Regions from separate parts of the Mus musculus genome. Here region 2 is linked to region 1. The links are chromatin contacts, called in public Hi-C maps. All regions are on one chromosome and are shown on one strand. The core of a region is the stretch at or near the end of the contact, and the rest is flanking DNA. Distances in the headings are between cores, read along the strand shown.

The links. A called contact is a pair of places that touch in the nucleus more often than the background predicts.
Region 2: a contact with region 1 is called in a Hi-C map of embryonic stem cells, with 4 times the contacts expected there. The contact joins two enhancer-like sites. A contact is called at or near these places in 1 of 15 datasets of contacts at CTCF or cohesin (large pre-B cells), 27 of 484 Hi-C or Micro-C datasets (B cells, the C10 cell line, CD4 T cells and 15 more) and 8 of 115 datasets of contacts at active chromatin or transcription factors (differentiating embryonic stem cells, embryonic basal ganglia, embryonic midbrain and 3 more).

Annotation. Positions count from the first base shown.
Region 1 is chr11:88,493,593-88,501,326 of GRCm38.p6, reverse strand. All of the region lies in intron 6 of Msi2 (musashi RNA-binding protein 2), which reads left to right. Among named protein-coding and RNA genes, the nearest start is that of 0610039H22Rik, 120 kb to the left of the region's middle. Within about 2 kb of position 2,661, at least 58 of the 459 cell types and tissues checked have an H3K27ac peak or open chromatin away from gene starts, as enhancers often do. A contact at or near this core is called in embryonic stem cells, where this site is marked.
Region 2 is chr11:88,734,216-88,741,949 of GRCm38.p6, reverse strand. No RefSeq gene overlaps it. Among named protein-coding and RNA genes, the nearest start is that of C030037D09Rik, 19 kb to the right of the region's middle. Within about 2 kb of position 2,564, at least 9 of the 459 cell types and tissues checked have an H3K27ac peak or open chromatin away from gene starts, as enhancers often do. A contact at or near this core is called in embryonic stem cells, where this site is marked.

The DNA of each region.
Region 1 (7,734 bases), core at 1,412-3,911:
CACAGTTCAGGGGTGGCTTAGAGACTGATGTGAGTCCAAGGAACCAAAGAGGGCTGACTGGGAATTCCTTTGCATTCAGCTGGGCAGGAGCAGTGTATTCCTGGGGATGAAGTCTCCATAATTGAGGTACAAAGAGTTGCAAATTAATAAATGTCCCTCACCATATTATCCCCTGCATAGCTCCTTTTAAAAATTAAAGATGTTATCTCTCTTGTGCACACAGTACTAAGAAAAGGTGTGGGAAGCAAAAACGAAAATTTATAAAAAAAAAAAATAACTGGTATTTTCTCCTTCTCTTCAGTCGCTTCTGCTATGCATATGTAATGCATGCATTAAAAAGTAAAAATGTTTGCATGGCCCTTTTTGATAGACTAACAGCACACATGTGTCAACTACCCCAAGGTCACTGTCCCGTAAGATCCTGGATCTTAGAGTCCAAGGAAGTGGGCAGTCCCCAGAGTTTCCTTTTTTGTTTTTTGGTTATTGGTTGAATGTGTGTGTGTGTGTGTGTGTGTGTGTGTGTGTGTGTGTGTGTGTGTGACATGCACACACATGAGCCAGAGGTTGACATCAAGCGTCTTCCTTGCTTGCTCTCCACCTCGTTGTTCTGTTGCGGTGGGGTCTCTCCCTTGAACCCAGAGCCTTCTGATTCAGTTGTTCTCCCTGAGCGGCTTCTAGGGATCGGATGTTTCTGTCTCCCGAGTGTTGATTGTCGCTGGGCTGCCCTGTCACATGGGTGCTAGGGACAAGCACTTTACCTGATGAGCCAATTCTCCAGACCTAGAGCTGCCTTTTGTCTATCCAAGAATGCCACGGATCCATTGGTCTAGGGCAAGGTTAGAGTAGGCAGAAGCTGTAGGACTTGTACAGGGAGGTGCTGGGGCCAGAGTGGTTTTAATTCAGCGTTCTTTCCTTCCCTGGCTGTAGCTTTAACTTGCTAGATTCCTCAGTTTGGTTTCTGCTTTCCATTTTTGACTTTTAAAGGTAGCTGACACCAGAGTACTACCTTCTCGGCTTGCTTCTTCCCTGCACAGACCCCCTTCTCTCCTGTCTCTCACTTCCATCCTCTTTCCTGCCGGTGCCTAAGGCCAAGTGCCCAGCCATCATGGCCAGGCCTGGGAAGGGAAGCGCCTGAATTTATCAGGTCTCCTATCTGTTTCTCCCCCCTATAGAGGTTGGACTCAGGCAGGTTTCCCATAAGTGGAGGAGCCAGAGGGGATTGAGTGGAGAGCAATTGAGCTGTAGATGGACCATAGGGTATGCATTTGGTGGGGATAGAGAGATATAAAGCTGGAAGGTAAGTTTGGTCTAACCTGCGCTAGGCCAGTCATGTGAACTTGGACAGGGCCCTGTGGCCAGTAGAATCCTGAAAAGTTTGCAGTGACCCGTGAGGAAAAGTAGGCAGTTACACCCTGACAGAATCAGTAGCAGCCAGAGAAGTGCAGAGCAAGTGAGGGACATGTCAGGAGGGAGGCCTGTCAAAGGAAGGAATACACAGGTCTTCCCTAATACTTGAGGAATATATGCCAAGACTCCCAGTACAAAACCGAACCTGGGGAACTGGGAGGAGTGGAGGGAGGGGAAACTGGTTGGGATGCAATGTCTGAGAGAAGAATTAGGAAAAAAAAAAAAAAAACCAAAAATGGGAACTGAAGATGGATCCATATCCCGTATGCTCTCTCTCTCTCTTTCTCTCTTCATTGCCTTTTCCAATCCTGATGAGTGCGTATCAGGCTATCAGGCCCTGTGGTCTAAACTCTTGCAGTTTAAGATACAACTGCAGGGCTGGTGAGATGGCTCAGTGGGTAAGAGCACCCGACTGCTCTTCCGAAGGTCCGAAGTTCAAATCCCAGCAACCACATGGTGGCTCACAACCATCTGTAACGAGATCTGACGCCCTCTTCTGGAGGGTCTGAAGACAGCTACAGTGTACATTACATGTAATAAATAAATAAATCTTAAAAAAAATACAACTGCAGAAGTAGAGTGAATCCTTCTCTGCTTCACAATTTTCAACAAGTGGACCCTCATGACAGCACTCAACTACCTTTTGTTCATTATTAAATCAAGAACTTTCACCTTTTCACTTAAAAGTGGTGCTGTATAGTTTCTTTTTGGTGTATTTAAGTGTCAGTCTCCCTGCCCTTGTGCTTCGAGACTGCCAGGAGGCCATAAGGGATCTTTGAGCATAAGCACTATAAAACCACGCAGGTGAAATGATAACCAAGATGTCTACCAGGCTTGAGCAGGTGGCCTCAGCCATCTGTATACAGTAAGCAAAGAGGAAACTCACATCCCAGACAGGACAGGACAAAGATCTAGTGAGTTGTTTATTTTTGGAATTTCCTATTCAGTGAACACATGGAGAGTAAAACTGCAGAGAAGAGGAATATACCAGGAAGTCAAGCTCTGAGCCTGGGGGAAAGGGAGTGGGTTGGCATGGGGTGCAGCTTGATATTAAGACACTTGAGAATTTGAGGTCCCAGAATATTGATGTGATAGGCAATGGCGGAGAAATGAAGGGGCCCATTCAAGGACGGGAGTGAGAGGTGAGCACAGAGTGACTGTAGAAGCTGTTCTTCGATGGAGCAGAGCTCAGACAGAGAGAGGGGTGTGGCTACAGGGGAATGGTTGCCGGAAGAGGTGTGGCCACAGGGGAGGGAGGGGTATGATGGTTACAGGGCAAGCTGGATGACACAGCCTGGAGCTATGTGTGTTAAGAGCACGACTGGGATAAAGGGAAAGTTTCAGAGTAGAGCATAAAACCCCTATGATGGAAGCATTGAGAGCAAGTGTGAGTGCTCGGGGAAGTTGGAGAGGGGCCCTCCCAGCGCTCAGGAAGAGAGGCAGGTAGATCTCTGTGTATTCCCATCCAGCCAGGGCTAAGTAATAAGATCCTGTCTAAAAGGGGGTAGAGGGATGGTAGGCCGTCCAGACTTAACTGAACAAGTTAATCAGTATAAACTCATCTCCTAGTCTACCAGAAGCGTCTTGCCTGAATTTCCCAAACAGGCGGTCCATGACTGTGGAGGTGGCACCCGGCTTTGTAAGCAGGGGTAAATGGTCTAAAGTCAGGGCTGTGCCACTTGGTGGATTGTCACATAGCCATTCAAGAGCTGGTGTGTAAGGTGCGATCGGGTGGAAGGACAAGGTGTCGATGCAGGCAGAAGACAGCTTCTGGGGACAACCGTGCTCTGTAGGAACTGAAGACGGGCTTTAATGAGTTTTCCTCTCCGGGGAAGGCACGGTTTTATTCTGTGGCAGAGACTTTTCTAACTACAAACAGCCTTCCTTTCTACCTCCCGGTCCTCTGGCCGTGCCCTACTCTCGGGAGCCACCCTCCCACAGACTCTCTTTAAAAATAGACTTTCATGCATGAAGACGCATCATAATGTAATACTGGTCTTATCTGCACACTTACCCAGCATGAATTTACAAAAGACAGTGGACGGGTCTTCCATATCTCCAGGGCTCACAAAGGTGAGACATTTTCTTTTAAGACATGCTCACCTGCGTCTGGCCACACAGGACCCCAACAGGGCAATTAGCCGTGATCAGAGCTGCCTCCGTGGGAAAGGTGCCCACTCTCCTCCCTGCCTTTCATCTGCCCCAAGCTTCCCTCTCATGATAAATGTTCCAAAAGGAGAGACTTAGGGACCCAGGGAAACCTGTGGGGTCATTATGGCTCATTTGGTAGATGAGAGGGACCTGTAATTTTCCGTTGTGTATTTGTATGCACAGAGATGTGATAAAGACAGCTTGTGGCCTCTTTCGAGTTCCAGATGTCTCGAGAGTGAATAAACAGTGCTTTTTCCTCAGGCTGTGGGTACACTCTTTTTCCTCAGGCTGTAAGTACACTCTTTGGTTTGTCACTGATGCCGTGTTCCCTGGGTATGTTCCGCAAGCAGCCATTTTGTGTTGAGAGGTCTTCCCTGATCGCATAGGGATCGAGGAAAAAGAAGCCTGCCCTTTGGAAAGCATATGCAATCAAAAGATGTCTGCCTTGTTATCTTTCTGGAGATGTTAAGATATTTGCATCTGGATGTGCTTAGCCCGTTTGGTTAAATTTAAGCAAAGATGGAAGCTGTTTTTTGTGCCCATTGAAGAGATGTGTGTGTGTGTGTGTGTGTGTGTGTGTGTGTGTGTGTGTGTGTGTGTGTGTGTGTGTGTAGGGAAGAGGTCAACCAAAAATGTCTTTCTCTCCATCTTTATTTTTGAGACAGGGTATCTCACAGAACCTAGAGTTCGCTAATTCACCTGGAGAGCAAAGCTGGGATCCTCCTAGCTCCTCCCCCTCAGCCCTGATATACAGATGAGCCCCACTTCACTTAGCTGCTTGCATAGATGGGGATCTAGGAGGTCCTTGGATTTAAGATTCTTTTACATTGATTTTTCAGGTTGTTGTTGTTTCTCTGCCTCTTCTTTATCCACGTGTGGTGCGCATGTGAGTCCCTTTCTTAACTCCTCCCGCACTGTATCCAGAAGCATCAAGACCAGGGCTTTGTTCCTATGAATGCAATGCCTCCTCTTCTAAGCAGGGATCTTTACATACTTACTCCACAGAGCCTGCCTCCCATTTGTGTGTTTTCAAATGGTTCAACTGTGAACTCGGATTCAAACTCTGGCACTTTCTTCTGAGTCTCCTTGTGGTGATAAATCTTTGACCTTTGAAAGTGGCTGTGAGTTTTGGAAGCCATGTCCAACCTTAGCTCCAGATGGCTTGTCGCCAAGATCGAGTGTGCTGGTTTTGAATCTAAATGTTATGGAACTCAAAAATAATAATAATAAGACTAGTTATCTTACATGCCTTGAGAACAAACTAGAAGGGAACACCCCCCCCCCCCCCGACAAAGCCTCCCTCCCTCAAATCCAAATTTCCTTAAATGAAGCCAGGACCTTCTACAGTGGTGCCCTTGAAGAGAAGAACAATAGGCATTGGTATCTAATCCCTCTCTCTCTCTTTTGGTTTTTCGAGGTTTCTCTGTGTAGTCCTAGCTGTCCTGGAACTCACTCTGTAGACCAGGCTGGCCTCAAACTCAGAAATCTGCCTGCCTCTGTATCTAATCTCAATGCATTCCTTAGTCACCTAGTCAGAGTGGCATTGTGTGGCTCTTAACCATACATTAGTCATGGGGCCAAGCCACCTGACACCAGATGAAAAGTCAGGGCTTGAACATGTGTTAGTAGTAACTTGCAATGGAGAATTTATCCCTTCAGAGCAGCTACTACGGGTTAGCCAGGGCTATATTGGACGCCAGGTGCTAGGATGAGGGACAGCCACTCTGAGTACTTCATCATTCATTCCCTCCCTTTTGGGCTGGACAGTGATTCACGTGGCCACACACCATGGCAGCACCACCCCTTCATCTGCTGTCCTAGCTGGATGCAGACAGCCCAGAGCTCAGGCTATGCTGGGCCCTGGAAGTTGATGTCCTGTCTCAGTAAAAGTCATCCTGTTTGTTCCAGGAATGACTCAAGTGACAGGAATCTTCCATCTCATTGTTAGTCAATGGATGAAAAAGTTCACTTCAGTGCCACACGGACTATGAGTATTTCACGGGGCATTCAAGGTTTAGTACTAACCTGCAAAGACAGGCGACGGAGTTTCTTTTAGGAAGAGAAGAGAAGCCACCACACAAGAGGACGTATGTCTCTCTTTCTCATTTTTAAAAGTTATTTATTTATTTTTGAGACAGAATTTTGGTTTATAGCCCAGGCTGGTCTCAAACTCACGGTACTCCTCTTTCCTGTGTGGCACAGTGCCTCTGTCAGTCTTTTTGTTTGGTCTTTTTCTTTCAGTAGAGTCTCAAGTAGCCCGGGGTACATGAAACAGACTATGTATTCAAGGATGCTCCTGTCCTGATCTTCCTGACTCTACTTCTCCAGTGCTAGAATTGCAGGCTTGCTGGCATTCCACCTTATTTATGCAGTGCTGGGCTCTAACCCAGGACTTTCTACATACTAGACATGGTCTCTCTCTCTCTCTCTCTCCCCCCCCTCTCTCAAATGGAAGTGTTTATCTTGTGTCATCTTAAATGAAATAAGCCAGACTTTTTTTTACAATGTTGCTGTCTTCAGACACACACCGGAAGAGGGCGCCAGATCTCATTACAAATGGTAGTGAGCCACCATGTAGTTGCTGGGAATCGAACTCAGAGCCTCTGGAAGAGCAGTCAGTGCTATTAACCACTGAGTGAGTCATCTCTCCAGTGCCTCCCACCCCACCAATACATCTCTCTTATTAAGACCTTGTCCAAGCCTGTGGTTTCTCCCAGAAAGTAAAGGTATGGTTCTCAGGCAGCCAAGTGCAGCCCCCAGCACATCAGATGTGCTGATCACTTAGCAGGTCTGAGAGGGAGGCAGGACCCAGAGCTGCAAGGCGGCTGCCGAGAACAACCATAGGGTGGACACAGCTCTGGGTGCTCACCTGCCTCTGTGAGGTGCTGAGTAGCTGGGTCATCCAGATTCTTGTAACTCCTACAGTGAATGACAAGAGGCCACAGGGCTGTCCCTGAGACCCAACCCATTAGACACATTCCTGAGGTCCTATGAAAGCACCCCTGATTCAGATCAGCCCTTGACCGAGGTCCTCAGCAGCGCTGCCTCCGTCTTCCCAGTCTGAGTGATGGGGCAGAGCACAGATCCTCGAGGGGACTGGGGATTAATGAGCTGACATTTGAAAACTGCTTGGGAGATGAATCGGAAGTGCTAAGTATTACTGTTTCACGTGGAAGTCTGAAAATAACCTCGCTGAAGCATCCTAATAAATAACTAAACGCGGAGAGCGAGGGGGAAATTTCAGTCGTCTGGAGAACATTTGTCTTAAGTACTTTTCTCTTGAGCGGAACCGAGGTGCTAGGGGAGTTCTAAAGAGCATCCATCTGCCGACATTGCTTGACCCACAAAGGAGCAAATATGGCGTCACGGAGGCACAGTGCTTGCTGGGGACGTATTGGTTCTTCCTTAAATCTAGCCCAATGCTGTTGGCAATCTGAGAGACTCCCAGCAGCCACAGTGGCAGAGGTAGCAATGCTGGCAGCATCGGCGGCGGCAGCACTGTGTGTTCCGCGTGTGAGCCCCTTCCCAAAGGTTTTCTGGTTTTCCTAAACTCTTCTCACCCTTGAGGCCTCCTTCACTCTTGAAAATGCTCTACCACAATATTCTCCATTCTGTCCCAGCATTTCTTCTGCTTCTGTCAAGTTACCTCTTTGGTTTGAACTTCTGCTTCGTCTTGCTTTTCCAGTCTTAGTCACGGGAGGCAACAGTGGATGCTGCTAACATTTTTGTTGGTTTGTTCTTAAATAGGCTCTGTCCCATGAGGCTTTTCTCTCCTCCTCAGTTGTAGTCCCCTGGGGCTTTGAACCCTCATGTGGGTGGATTTTCCACCGAGCTTTGCAGACAGCCCTGGGTGTAGGTGGCACCTGGGGTTCCTGAAACCTTCTTTATCATGACAGTGGGTAGGTGTTGAGAGTGGTGGCCCCTATCCTTGAACACCCCTCCTATTTTTTCTTGCCCTAATAGCTTAAAGAAAATTATCTTGGTTCCTTTGGTATGGTTCATAAATGGTGTTGTAGCTCTATCCTTCTTTACAGTTTTAAAAGCCACATAAGGGCTGAAGGCTGCTGGAGCTGGCTGACACAGTTCGTGTTTCCGTTTCCAGCAAAAGCCTTTAGAAACAGGTCTTTGGGACCTGGGCTGATGGCTTATCACTAAAATGCCTGTCGGGCAAGCAAG
Region 2 (7,734 bases), core at 1,315-3,814, 240 kb before region 1:
CACCCATTGGGTAGATTTCTTTTGCCATAAACTGATCGAAAGCATCACAGATAGCTTGTGGTTTGACTATTTGGAGGTAATTTCTGTGCGCGCACACACACACACACACTCACAGGTACACACGTGTACACCATACATCAGTGTAAATTAAGGGACTGTGATTTTTGAAGGTTCTAAGTTTACTCTAAGATGTTCCACATCTGTGTGGGAAGATCACCTCTCAAACTTTTTTTTCTGAGGACATCATCATCAAAGGTCAAGTTCACTGGGCTCAGCAAATGCTCCAACTTGATCCCAGGTACAATTTCCTCACGTCATCAGTCATTCATTCTCCGAGGCCCTTGAAGGATTTATTTTGATGCCAGAATATTTAGTTACTTTTCAATAAGTGTATTGATCCTGCCATGTTTCCGGAAATGAAAATTGGTCTCACACAAAGAAAAAGATTCACGTTTCACAATTCAACAGACTTCATTTATATCGTGCCAACACACAGCACCCACTGAAAGCTCAATACTGGTTTTGGAGGTTAATCTAACTGTGTATTTGAAAAGCAATCTTAACCTTTCAAATTGCTTTCTCAGCTACCTGTGGCTCTCAAAGAGATCGGCACTGGCCTGCTGCTGGTTTAGGCTGTCATCACAAACAAGGGCCTCTGTCAGCACCGAGTTGGGCATCGGAGACAGTGAACTCCTTAATGCATCCCAGCTTCACAGTTTGCCTGGGACTCCTGAAGATATCCCAAGACTGAACATCATACTTCATCCTGCATCCGAGGATAGGGACATTTTAATACCTCACTTCTTCATGTCACCTAGTTTATTTATGAGGCTATTTGCTTCCATTTTTACACTTTGATGGTCTTTAGCTCATCTTGGGATATTATTTTTACTTCAATTAAGATTGTATCCCTTGGCTGGGCTGTGGTGGTACATGCTTTTAATCCCAGCATTTGGGAGGCAGAGGCAGGTGAATTTCTGAGTTGGAGGCCAGCCTGGTCTACAGAGTGAGTTCCAGGAGAGCCAGGGCTACACAGAGAAACCCTGTCTCGAAAAACCAAAAAAAAAAAAAAAAAAAAAAAAAAGATTGTATCCCTTTTGTTTCTTATCATTTGTGAACAAGTCCTGTGGGGTGTTGTTCAACCAACATTGGTTTTATTGTGACAAACACTGGTGTCCTGTCTCTGTTTCTCAGTTTCCTGTCATTCTAAGTACAAATTCACACATTCCTTTTTTTTTTTTTTTTGGTTTTTTGAGACAGGGTTTCTCTGTGTAGCCCTGGCTGTCCTGGAACTCACTTTGTAGACCAGGCTGGCCTTGAACTCAGAAATCTGCCTGCCTCTGCCTCCCCAGTGCTGGGATTAAAGGCATGTGCCAGCACGCCCGGCCACACATTCCTTTTAATAACAAGTGGCTGTCATCTTATTCTTTCTCTATGTGTGAGCAAGCACTCACCACTAAACTAGAAAGGGTCTCTATAATTTGCCCAGGCTGGCCAGGAACTCACTCTGTAGCTTAGGCAAGTCTTGAATTTGTTACCCTCCTGCCCAGCCTCCTTAGTAGCTAGGAGTCCAGGTCTGCATTAGTAGGTCTTGCTTTCTTTTTGATGGGGGCTTATAAAGGGACAATGACATGCCTGGGGCCACCCAGCTTTCTCATAAGGGTGGCTAACTCTGACCTCACAACCCTCTGATTTCTCACGTGTTTGCTTCTCCTGTCAGTAAGGCCCGGTGGGCATCAGACTTGAGATCATTAGTTCCCATTCTCCAGGATTTAACAGGAAGAACAATGGTCAGCTAACAACAACAACCCAGCAGCGGTGACATCATCAGAGTGGCACAGAAGCAGGAAGGACCAGGGACAGAAAGATATCATCCAGAATATGTTCACTGGAGGAGGGGGGGTGCTTCCGGGTGGGCAGCATTTTGGCAGGGTGAGGAGATGCGGGACGACTGGAGGAGACAGTATGACAAGGCTCACTCTATCTGAATAAAAGAAGACAGGTTGAAGCCAAGCAAGATGGCTCACACCTGTAGGCTCAGCACTCCAGGCCGAGGCAGGATTGTTCTGGGCTTGAGGCTAGCCTGGGCTGTGGAAAGAGATGCTATCTACAAAAGAGCTAGTTTGCCTAGAGCTGTCCCCACCCTACTTAGTGACAAAACTGAGTTCCTGGAAAAGCAGAGGGACCCTAGGAAGGCAGCAGGTGACGCCACAGTTCATGGATTAGAAAAAAAGTCTGTGAATTAGAAAAAAGGAATCCAGGCGTGTGGCCCACGCCTTTAATCCCAGCACTTGGGCGGCAGAGGCAGGCGGATTTCTGAGTCTGAGTTCGAGGTCTACAGAGTGAGTTCCAGGGCTACATAGAGAAACCCTGTCTCGAACGCCCCACCCCACAAAAAAAAAACCAAGAAAGGGAAGAAGGGGCAGGTTAATAACTGTAATAAAGAATTGTATACATTTATTTTCATGCCAATTGAGAGTTTAAGAAAGATGTCCTTTGTGGCCCTGTCTGTACTAAGGACTCCACTGAAATATCCAGAATCAAGGAAATGGGTTTACGTATCCTGGTGCCTTCGGCGACTTAGTAGACTGTCCATCTAGCCTGCCTCATTCACAGGTCAAGGATATACACAAAGAAAGTGGGTTGGAGAGGGTTGGCTGGGGACTAGGGTGACAGATTGATGTCGCTTTAAAAAGGACATGAGATCTTCGGAAGCAGTGACTGGCTCCTGAGTAGACCCTGGTTTGAAAGAAATCATGTGAAAGAAGTAAGGGGAACAACTGAGAAACAAGTACACAGAGTGGGTGTCGGTGGTTATCAAGGAGTTATTGGCTGGGCATGGTGGTGAACGCCTTGATTCCCACTGCCTGGGAGGCAGACGCAGGTGGAGCTATGTGAATTTCAGGCCAACATGATCTACACAATTAGTTCCAGGCTAGCCAGAGCTACACAGTGAGACGTTGCCCGACAGATGGAAAGATAGAGAGATAGATAGATAGATGATCGATAGGTAAGATAGACAGAAAAAAGAAAAAAATTGATTTCAAGTTATATGAAAAAAAATCCCTTGGGATACATATGGATGCATTTACAATAAAAATGTCATAGTATCTGCAATTTTGTTAAACTACTTCAGCAACAGAGTAGATGAAATCCCTAAGACCGAATGTTACCAGTTTTTATGGAAGAGGTATGTGTTATTATGCTATTCTTTCTACTTTCCCAAGTTGTTAATAAAACCCAGAATAAAAGTTAAACTAAACAGGAAAGAGAAAGCAAATGCTTATGAATAATTTCAGGAAGGGAGAAAATTACTTGTGCTATAATGTTAGATGAAAGGAAAGCAGTAATCAAAATATAGCTGTGGTCTTCACACTGTCTGAAAAATTAATAAACAGAAGCCACAAAAGATGCAGGATGGGTTTCATATACATTACCATCAAGCTTCTACAACTGTGTAGGAATGGTGCTGAGACCCCAGACACACCCACACTTAAGCCTGACATGCTCACTCAAAAAAATCTATCCTTTTCTCTATATTAGCATCTGTAGATTTTCTCCACAGACAATGCAATAGCAAATATTCTTGTTTCCCTATGTAGCCCTAGCTGTCCTGGAACTATGTAGGCCAGGCTGATCCTAATCAGCCTATAGTGTTTCATACACTCTGAACTCAAGGTGATCCCTCTGCCTTGGCTTGGGAGAGCAGGTCTGAGGCAGCCCACCCTGCCCAATACTTTGAGTTTTGAGAACCACAGGTTCTTTATCACAACTAAATGGTGCTGTTGCAGTAGGATCTAGAAACTTAGGTACATAACCAAATAAGTGTGGCTATATGTTCCAATAAAGTTTTATTGACCAAAGCAAGTGTCAGGCCAGGTTTGTTAGTAACACTTCTAACCTGTAGCCTGGAGGCTAACATGAGCTGGAAATAGTCATGAGTATTGCCTGCGATGAAACTGTAAACTTAGGCAAACATTATAAGGGGTTCTGGGGTGTGTGTGTGTGTGTGTGTGTGTGTGTGTGAGAGAGAGAGAGAGAGAGAGAGAGAAAGAGAGAGAGAGAGAGAGAGAGAGAGAGAGATATTTTTCTTTCTCTTTTGGGTAATTCAATTGCAAGGTTCTGTTTGTTTGTTTGTTTGTTTTTCAAGATAGTGTTTCTCTGTGTAACAGCCCTGACTGTCTTGAAACTCACTCTGTAAATCAGGCTGGCCTCTAACTCACAGAGATTTATCTGCCTGCCTGTGTCTCCCAAATGCCAGGATTAAAAGTATGCACCACCGCCACCCAGCCAATTGCATGGCTCTTAAGCATGAAGTTTGTAGATGACAATGTCATACAGACATGTCAAAAACATGGACACACCTGTGCCTCCTCCCCTCCAGACCTTCAAAGTACTCAAGACAGGCACACAGAGCAAAGCAGAGACCAGGGGTTGGGGTCAGGATGAAGAAAGCATTGTGTGTAATTGTAGTTCTTGCTTCCATACTTTTCAGTACTTGTCTGTATTTCCCCAACTCTTCCACACACACTGCTATTTTTATATATTAGCTTTAAATATGTGTATCCACCTCTTTCCCAACTCTTCTTATTCCACTACACATTTGCATCGTTCTAAGTTGAGAGGACACTGAAGCTTCACTGTGTGGGGTCTCCCCACTCCTGAGCCACCCTACCTTGTTTGCCCACAGGCAACTGATTTTATTCCACTCGCTGTATACTCCAAAAGGATGTTAACTACATGCGCTAAGTCAGCAGAGCTTCTGTATTGGGCAACACCCAGGGACACCATTTGTATTGCATTCCTGAGTTGCTGTTGACACAGAGTGCAATGAGATTCTGTCCCCTGAACTTCACAGCAAACTGATCTGACCATGGATGGTCAGTACATGGGCACATGGGATGGTACACTTGCAGATACATGTAGTTACATATGTAGCCACATGAGTCTATCATTTGTCTCTATAGATATAGTGTATCTTTTTAGATTTATTTGTTTATTTATTATGCATACAGTGTTCTGCCTGCATGCATGCCTGCAGGCCAGAAGAGGGCACCAGATCTCATTATTGATGGTTGTGAGCCACCACGTGGTTGCTGGGAATTGAACTCAGGACCTCTGGAAGAGCAGACAGTGCTCTCAACCTCTGAGTCATCTCTCCAGCCCTAGTATACTATTATTATTATTTATTATTATTACTATTATTATTTTGTCTATCCTTTTTCTTAAAACTAACGCCAGCATGTTGTTTGTATTGCTGTGTATTTTGCCCCTTTCTCCTCACTTACTAATGTCTCTCCACACTTTTGTCGCATCAGTATATAAACTGTCCTTCCTTTTGATGGTGGGGAATAATGACGATCAGCACCTTAGAATGCCAATGTCATCTTACTGAGTTCTTTATAATGTGCCAACATTGTTCTAAGCATGCTGCAGGTATCAACACCTATGGTGCCCAGGCTGGCTTGGTTTCCACCCTTTTATATCAAACTGAATTGGTTTTAGCATCCATTAAAAAAACAACTGCCCCGCCCCAACCCACTCTTCCCCAAACTCTCCACAACCGCCATTCTAGCGTCTGTCATTATGAATTCGACCCCTCTGGGTACCTCCCACAGGTAGACTCTTGCACGGTTCCCCTTCTCTGGCTTTTTCACTTAGCACAACGTCCACAAGCTACCTACATTGCTGCGTGTATCATTTCTTCATCTCTTTATGCAGGGATGGTATTACACTGTATGCGTAGACTACAGATATGCCTTTGTTTATCCATTCGTGTCCTGATGGGCAGCTGGGCGTTTGGCGTTGGTGTTGCTGTGAACATCTGTGTACAGCACCTTCACTGACAATCATGATGACTAGGAATGTATATGTTTAATTTTATTTTTGTCTTATTTTGTTTAGATTTATTTTTGTTTTATTTATTATTGTTATTATTATTATTATTATTATTATTATTATTATTATTATTATTATTATGGGTTTTTTGGGGAGGTTCTCTGTATAGCCCTGGCTTTCCTGGAATTCACTTTGGAGACCAGGCTGGCCTCGAACTCAGAAATTTGCCTGCCTCTGCTGGGATTAACGGTGTGCGCCACCACACCTGGCTGTTTTATCTATCTATCTATCTATCTATCTATCTATCTATCTATCTATCTATCTATTTTGAGACAGAGTCTCACTCTATGGCTCTGGCTGACCTATAAGTCACTATGTAGACTAGACTAGCCTCAAATGCACAGAGATCTGTCTGCCTTTGTCTCCCAAGTACTGTTATTAAAAATGTGTGTCACCTTACCTCCACACATATGTAGCAGAGGTGCAGTTTGGTGTTCATGTGAGTCCCCCAACAACTGGAATGGCGGCAGGTGAAGCAGGTGCTGTTCCTGACTTTGTTGCCTGCCTGTAGATCCTGTTCCTCTAACTGAACTGCCTTGTCTGGCCTCGGTGGGAGAGGATGCGCCTAGTCCTGCAGTGAAGTCATGTGCCAGGGTGGGTTGATACACAGGAGGAGCCTCTCCCCCTTATCAGAGGAGAAGGGGGAGGGGATGTGGAAGGAGCGATAGGAGAGGGGCCCTCCTTGCTCCCACCGCTAACATGGGCTCTCCACCTTCCCTATGTATATATAACTTGTGTATATGTCTTTGGGCTCCTCGTTCCCTGTTCCCTGTCATCCATCCTCTTCATCCTGTCTGGGAGCCATCATTGCTGTCACCTGGTCCACCTGTGGTGGTCTTTAGCTTCGGAGCAAGTGGCACGCCTTTCACCTCTCCTCCACCCACAGCAACTAGCACAGTGGTTTCCCAGAGTGAGTGATATCTGGGTAAAGTCAGGGCTATCCTTCCCTGCAGGTGGAGGAGCAAAAACAACAGCAGGTGCATCTCTACCCTCTGGCCAAGATGTCCCTACCTGAGACATCTTGCCACATTCTGAAGGTCCATCTTTGCAACTGATTCTAAGATTCTGCATAGCCCGTGTGTCTGTCTAGTCTGTGATGTCTCCTAAAAGTGAGTGGGGATCCGATTCCTCCTCTGCCCCGTGGGTGAGGCGCCATCCACTTCATGACTCCGCTCCAAAGTGCTTGGCAGCCTGAGGTTTTGTGAACAAGCAAGCGCATCCTTGCACCGCTCATCGAGCCTTGCACTCATCTTGGCTATTTCTAAGCACTTAAAATCCACTTTTTGAGCTAATGCTTTCTGAACAATCTTTGTCCTAGGTGTGTGTAGGGAACAGGGCCGGCAAGGTCGATTCTCTGCTTGTGAATGGAAGTGAGAAGCGGCCAGTGAGGGAGGGAACATGAATCAACACCATAATTGCACATCTCGAGAAGTGCAAAGAAGAAGGGGGAAAAAATCAGGATAACGTGATAGGAAATGATCTGAAGTGAGGTGGGAAATATTTTCAGTTTGGGGGTTAAACTTCTCTTTCCCCTGGATTTTACAGACAGTTGCTAAAGACCGGCAACACACTTCCTGTGTCAACTCACCTTGTAATTTCAGCAATCATCTCTAGAATATATCCCTTCTCTCGGATGATATTTTAATGTTGGCTTTTCTGAAAATAAAGCTGCCCTTTGGGTGAGTATTAAGGCCATTTAAGGCTCATTTGTTCAATAAATACCTGCAGAGCTCCTGCCACGTTCTAGAATGTTCCAGGCAGCGCAAGCGCATCAGAATTCTCTTTTGGGAGGAAAGATAGGACAGGTGGCACAGGAAAAGCTGACTGAGGTCACAT